Linked DNA regions of Sus scrofa: region 1 is linked to region 2. A link is a contact called in public Hi-C data. All regions are on one chromosome and are shown on one strand. The core of a region is the stretch at or near the end of the contact, and the rest is flanking DNA. Distances in the headings are between cores, read along the strand shown. Region 1 holds the start of ZNF581 (zinc finger protein 581). Region 2 holds the start of KMT5C (histone-lysine N-methyltransferase KMT5C).

Evidence for each region. Hi-C and Micro-C count contacts between places; a contact is called where the count stands out from the background.
Region 1: a contact with region 2 is called in a Hi-C map of liver, with 1.8 times the contacts expected there. The contact joins the promoter of ZNF581 here to the promoter of KMT5C in region 2. A contact is called at or near these places in 2 of 47 Hi-C or Micro-C datasets (both in liver).

The regions. Positions count from the first base shown.
Region 1 is chr6:59,740,094-59,743,415 of Sscrofa11.1, forward strand. It overlaps ZNF581 (zinc finger protein 581), which reads left to right and starts at 1,319. Exons shown (of 5, transcript XM_021095062.1): 1 at 1,319-1,402; 2 at 2,520-2,593. It overlaps ZNF784 (zinc finger protein 784), which reads right to left and starts at 1,272. Exons shown (of 2, transcript XM_003356071.4): 1 at 1,159-1,272. The coding sequence starts at 1,236.
Region 2 is chr6:59,515,583-59,519,168 of Sscrofa11.1, forward strand. It overlaps KMT5C (histone-lysine N-methyltransferase KMT5C), which reads left to right and starts at 1,476. Exons shown (of 9, transcript XM_021095006.1): 1 at 1,476-1,593; 2 at 3,381-3,586. The coding sequence starts at 3,381.

The sequences.
Region 1 (3,322 bases), core at 69-2,568, 220 kb after region 2:
TCCCAGTGAAAAGCCAATTACCTCACTGCACCTTTTTTTTTTTTTTTTTTTTTTTTGAGGGGGCCTCCCTCGCAGCAGGCCTATGATCCTGGGCCAGGGATTGAACCCGTGCCACAGCAGCGACCCAAGGTGCCACAGCAGCGACCCAAGGTGCCACAGCAGCAACGCAAGCTGCCACAGCACCAACGTGGAATCCTCGGGCCACTGGGGAACTTCATAAGGCAAACATTCTTTGCCAAGTGTCCTGAACCTCTGACTGCCTCTGGTCCTCTGCCTGGCTCCCTCATAACCCATTTTCCCAAAGCAGCCTTAATGACCTTTTGAAAACGGGAACAGATGGAAGTCATTTTCCCATTCGCAACCCTCCCATGACACCCACTGCACTTAAAATCCAAAGCCTTAATTCATATCCATCACGATCTGCCTCCCGCTTATCTCTCTGGCCCCAGTGTAAATATAAGCCGGCACACAGCTGACTTCTCTCTCGACTAAATTTAGCTCCCCTCCGCGCCGCTCTATCAGCTCACTCTTTATCGAACATAACACAATAAGACTTCTTTATTGTCTCTCTCCTCTTCTGGGCTGCAAGCTCCAAGAGGATAGTTTATTTGCCGCCTTCACCTCTCCATCTGTCTAGCCCAAGTGGGAGCACAGTAAATGTCTGCTGAATGAAAGACTGTCCTCAGATACGCTCTCAGCCTGAGTGGGGTCCAAAGGCAGCTGGAGCAGGCACTTCTGCCCCCAAATCCTCTCTTGGGTAGCACTTAGACTCTTGCAGAATCATCCCCCTACCCCGAAGTGGGTGACCCAACCATAACCCCACACCCTTCTCTTCCAGGGTCACCTTCCCAACCTTCCACCCAGGTTCCGGAACCCTAAAATTCATGAGGTCCCGCCCTCTGAAGGCTCCGCCCCCTCATTAGACAAACTCAATCCCTCGGACTCCTCGCTCGGGTGGATCCCTCTCCAGTTCTGACTTGGCCCGCCCACCCTCCTCCTCCGGCCACGCCCCTCCAACCTCACACCGCCCCCACGAGAAGCCCCGCCCCCAGGGCCATAGCCCTAAATACCTCCCCCGCCCAGCTCTAAGCCCCACCCCCACCCCTGCGACCTCCTGCCGCCTAGAGCCCCCGCGCCGGGGCCCTTCCTCGCCCGCACCAGGTCCGGAGGTTCCGGGGATCGCGGCTCCGGGCCCGCTGAGCTCAGACTCGGCGACTCCGGGCGCGCGGCAGCCATCTTGTCCCCAGGCCCCGCCCCCAATGCCAGAGGTCAATCCGGAGGGGGTGGGGCCTAGGCTGGCGTCGGGGCCCCGCGCAGGCGGCCTGGAGGAGGGGCGGGGCTTCCCGGGAGCTGGCTCTCTCCATCCCCAGGGAGAAAGTGGTGAATTTCTTCCTAATTGCCTGTCAGTGCCCCCAAGAGACAGCCTGCGTGGGGCGCTGGGGTGGCTCTGAGCTAATTCTTTTGTGTACGTGTCTTTTTAGGGCGAACCCGCAGCGTATAGAGGTTCCCAGACTAGGAATCGAATCGCAACTGCACCTGCCGGCCTGCACCACAGCCACAGCAACGCTGGATCCTTAACCCCCTGAGCGGAACCACGGATCCCTCCTGATTTTGTCGGGTTCGTTTGTGCCAGGCCACGACGGGAACTCTCCTGTGAGCTAATTCTAATTTCTTTTTTTTTTTTTTTTTTTTGGTCTTTTTGCTATTTCTTGGGCCGCTCCCACGGCATATGGAGGTTCCCAGGCCAGGGGTCTAATCGGAGCTGTAGCCACAGGCCTACGCCAGAGCCACAGCAACGCGGGATCCGAGCCGCGTCTGCAACCTACACCACAGCTCACGGCAACGCCGGATCGTTAACCCACTGAGCAAGGGCAGGGACCGAACCTGCAACCTCATGGTTCCTAGTCGGATTCGCTAACCACTGCGCCACGACGGGAACTCCCTAATTTCTCTTTTTAATCTCCATGAGTAGGCTCTGGCGGTCACTTGACACCAGAATTGAACAACCTTTGTTGTGTTCACACTACACGTTTTTGTGGTCACCTACTCCCTGGTTCGAGATAACTCAGTGAGGCAAAGGTTACAAATGTAAGGACTTTTAAGTCCCTTTGCAAAAATATACTGAACCGACTGCCACACTAGTGGTACTGGGATTCATTAGCAAGTATCCACAGGTTGTGTGAAGTTTGGGAAATGCGCCTTTGAAGGCAAGAGCCCAAGGGCAGGGGTTTTCGGCAGTTACAAGGACAGGGCTGAGGGCTCAGCTGTCCAGTTACTCGTTCCTTGGCCCGGCTGTGTGACCTTGGAGAGGTCATCGCGCTACTTCTGACCATGCCTGCATTTATGCATACATCTGTAGAGGGTTGCGAAACCCACTAAAACAGAGAGATGCGAGATCGCTGGAACACTCTTAAATTGTTTTCCTGGAAGGGCAGGGTGGATGACTGAACGTGACGATCATGCGCAAATTCGGTTCTCCCTCTTTAGGGAACATGATAGGGTTGTATTTTCCTTTGCAGTTAGACGTGGCCACGTGGTTTTCTTTGCCCAGTGAAATGACAGTGGAAGCGGTAGGTGTCCACTTCAGCACAAGGTAAGAGTCTGCTGAAATGTTCACCGCTTTTTGTTCCTGCTTGGGAATCTGTTTCCATTAGACGAAATTCCAGGGTGTGTGACCAGAACCTGGTGCAAGTCTTCCTCGGATAGATAGCATTTAAAATACTCATTTGGGGAGTTCTCTTCGTGGCTCAGTGGTTAACAACCTGACTAGGATCCATGAGGATGCATGTCTGATCCCTGGCTTTGTGCAGTGGGTTAAGGATCCGGCGTTGCCGTGAGCTGTGGTGTAGGTTGCAGACGTGGCTCAGATCCCGCGTTGCTGTGGCTCTGGCGTAGGCCGGCAGCTACAGCTGCGATTCACCCCCTAGCCTGGGAACCTCCATATGCCGTGGGAGCAAAAAAAAAAAAAAAAAAACAAAAGAAAAGAAAAATTCAGAAGTATATAAATAGCTCCCTGTACTCCTTAATGAACTTAAACCATACAACTTTACAGATGCAATCTCAGCCATCTGTGTAACATCCCCTTCTCTTGCCTCCTTCCCCTTATGAGATTTTGCATTTCCTTTCTTACTTTCTTTCTTTTTTTTTTTTTGTCTTTTTTTGCTATTTCTTGGGCCGCTCCCGAGGCATATGGAGGTTCCTAGGCTAGGGGTTGAATCGGAGCTGCAGCCATCGGCCTACGCCAGAGCCACAGCAACGCTGGATCCGAGCCGCGTCTGCGACCTACAGCACAGACCACAGCAATGCCGGATCGTTAACCCAC
Region 2 (3,586 bases), core at 226-2,725:
CTATGTGATGGACATTTAAGCCGTCTCTAGTTTTTCACCGTTACAAACATCACTCTTGCAAGCATTAGTGTGCTTATATTTTTGTTCACATTTTTTAGTTTCTCTAGGATGTACACCCGCTGATAGATGGGCTGCACTTTCAACGTTCAGATATACTGGTACATAGAACTTTCCCGAAGAGCCGAGCTTTTTATAGGGTCCTTTCAGCTTGCTGGCTCCCCTGCTCTGGGTGAGGCTTCTTCTCTCCTCCGGAGCTGTAGCCATCCTTATGGGAGGGGGTGTCTGGGTTAGGGGTGTCTCAGTTCCAGGAGTCGTCCCAGTTGCAGAAGGAATAGTAAGAACAGAGGGTGGGAGCCTGGACGAACGGATGAAGGACACTTAGGAGAGTGTTAAGTTGGACGCTTCAAAGAGGGACCAGTGTGGTTCTTGTTTTATAGATGTGAGCCTGAGGCCCAGAGAGGGCAAACCATTTCTCCAACGTCACACAGCGAAGGGACGCAGAAACCAGCGTCATACATTGATTGACTCCAGGACAAATACACGAAGTACCTACTCTGCGCCCCACATTGTTCCAAACGCACAGGATATATGGCAGTCAGCAAAACAAAGACCTTCTGATCCAACTGTGGAACTTATTATTCCGGGCTTAATTATGATGCATTGCTAATTATGTTTGCCTCTAGGGTTGCTGCAGGGGGGTGATTCCAATTAGGGGAGGGGGGTGCCCCATGGGAGCGCCCCACGAGCCAGGGCTTCCTCCAAAACCCCCACCTCTCCATCGCCCTCTTTCTGACCTGTTCACTCACAGAGTGTTAATGTGGATACTCAAAATTAAACAGGGTATTTGGGGTCCAAAAGGGAGGAAGAGAGATTGAAGAGTCCTTTGTATCCGGCAGGGCTGTCAATAAAGTTTTGTCGCCTTGGCAACCAGGGTCCTCTCCCGGCGTGGCGACGGAGGTGCGCGCGCATTCACCCCCCTCCCGCCTGCCCCTGCTTTCTCCCTCCGGTGGCGAAAGGCTTCACCAGAGAAAGAGAATAGGCAGGTCGCGACTCTAAGGTGACGGGCGGAGACCTGAACCAATGGAAGGACGAGTCGTTCCAAGGCCGGCCAATCACACGCGGGCTCTGAAGCCGGCGGAACCCGCCCTCTTTCCCCTAGGACCCGAATAACCCGACCCAAACCGGAGTTTTGCCGGGAGGGACGGCGCTTTTGCCCAATGAGGGCGTCGATTTCGGGTTGTGGGCGGGGATACGTCTCCATGGTAGCAGATGAAGGACAGCAGTGGCGTCCACTGGACGCAGTTGGCGGCGCTTGACGGCAAGGCGGGCGTGGCGGGGTTTTGTAGGGGCACTGCCGGGGGCGGGCGGGGAGGGCCAGAGCGGATCTTGGCCAATAGGAGTGGCGCGAGCTTCGTAGCAACTGAAGAGTGGCGGCCACCTTGGCCAATGGGAGGACACGGTGGCCGTGGCGGGGCAGGCCCGGCGGGGCCGACTGGAGGCGCGGCGACCGTGTCTGACGAGAGCTGGAAGAGGCAGTGGGAGGTGGTGGCATCGGCGGCGCGGGCGCCAGAGGAGGAGGAGGAGGAGAAGCGGGTGAGGGGCGGCGCGGGGCCCGACCTCTGAGCCCCTTCTCGGCCCCCGCCCCGCGCTGCCTTGGCTTCGGGTCGTCCCTAGCCCCGACTGTCCCCGCCCCACCCGGCCCTTCCTCGTGTCCAGGCGCCCACGTCTCCCCGCCCTTCGGCGAGCCTCAGGGTGCTCGCTGCGCCTAGCCCCTTCCCCGTGCTTCTTCACCCGGGGCCCTCTCCGCAGCCCCGGGCCTTCCCCCGGCCCCGCTCTCGCGCTCCAGGCCCTTCCCTGGACCCTCAGCTCGCCCTCTGCGCTGACTCTTCCTCCCCTTCCTGGACTTGAGGCTTTTCCCCTGCACTCTCACCGCCTAGCCAAGTCCTTCCCTGGAGCCCCCAGTCTTCCCCAGGAGCCTGTCTGCTTCCCCAGTTGCCCTCTGGTCCTCAGGCCCTTCCCCTGCACTCTCACCGCCTACCCAGGCCGCTGGAGCCCCCCCACCGCCGTCTTGCGCAGGCCCCTGTCTGCTTCCCCCAGTTTCCCTCTGGACCTCAGGCCCTTCCCCTGCACTCTCACCGCCTACCCAGGCCCTTCCTTGGAGCCCAGGCTCTTTCCTCAAGGCCGTTCTACGCTCCTCCCCGGCTCCCTAGGACTTCCCCATCCCTGTTTGCTTTTCCAAGCCCTGTACTGGACCCCCTAGCCGCCCCCCTCGACCTGCTCAGGACTCTTCCCCGGAGCTGCAGGTTCTTCTCTGCTTTCGTTGGCCCCCTTGTCACCCTGCTGGCTTTTCTGGGGTCCTCCCTGGATCCCCAAGCTATCCCGCAGGCCTCTGTCCCTCCTGCAGGCACGCTGGCCCGTCACTCTGCCCCAGCTCCCACCCCACAGTGTCCATTTTTCTCTTTCCCCACATGCCCCTCTGTAGCCTCCTTTCTGTCCCAGCGCCCACCCGCGGCACCCCCTCTTTATCCCCAGCCTTCGTGTCTTCTCGACCCCCTTTCCCAGCCGCTCTAGCTCCCAGTCTGTCTTCCACCCCCCATTCCGAGGCACCATGGTGTGGGCCCCCCCCCCCGCAGGCCCTCTGCAGTGGGGTTAGGAGGCTTGTTTTGTTGCCTTTGGCTAATCCCTGTCTTTCTCCTCCTTTTTTATGGGCCTCTTCTGCTTCTCCATACTGTTCCTTCTCTCTCCCCCTCCCCCGCTTTGTCCTCTGCGCCCCTCCCTCCCCCGGAATCCTTGGAGAGGGAGCAGGTGCTGGGATCCCTCCTTTGCTCTCCCTCGCCTCACCCCCCCCCCCAGGCTGCCTGGGGTTTCACCCAGAGCCTTCTGAGGACTCCCAAGGGCTACTGGGGAGGGGGGTGGAGGCCAAGGCCAGCAGAGAGTGGGGGTGGGTGCAAGAACAAGCAGTTCTGGCAGGGCAGGAAGCCTTGGCGTTTTCCTTGGTGAGGGCTGGAGATGGAGCTGGGTCCCCCCTGACTCCCACCTCCTGCAGGACTAAGCCTTTAGGGTTATCCCAATCTGCCAATTAATCAGCCTTCCCGGGCCAGTAGGGACATGCGTGCGCACACGCGTGTGTGTGTGTGTGTGTGTGTGCGCGTGCGCGCACGCCTATGGAGGTCTCAGGGAATCTGCGTGTGCCCATGGAGGGGGGGGTCCATAGGGGGTTGGGGGGTTTGTGTCTGTGCTCCCGAGCCTGAGAAGGTGCAGATACTAACGATGGTGGCTGGCGTTTCTTGGGGGCCTCCCTGCTGTCAAAAGCACTTGTTGCGTTTCACCATCGCTGTCGCCCCTGTGAAGTCAGTATGGCTTTTCTCCCTTCTTTATAGATGAGGAGACCGAAGGGTTTGCCAGCGTCGCGCAGAGTGTACAAGTGGCACAGAGCAGGCACGCGCCCAGGGCGCCGTCCCTGCCCCTGCGCTGCCCTCTCCACTCCCCGCCGGAGACAGCATGGTGCGTGGGGCACCATGGGGCCCGACCGCGTGACCGCCAGGGAACTGTGTGAGAACGACGACCTTGCCACCAGCCTCGTCCT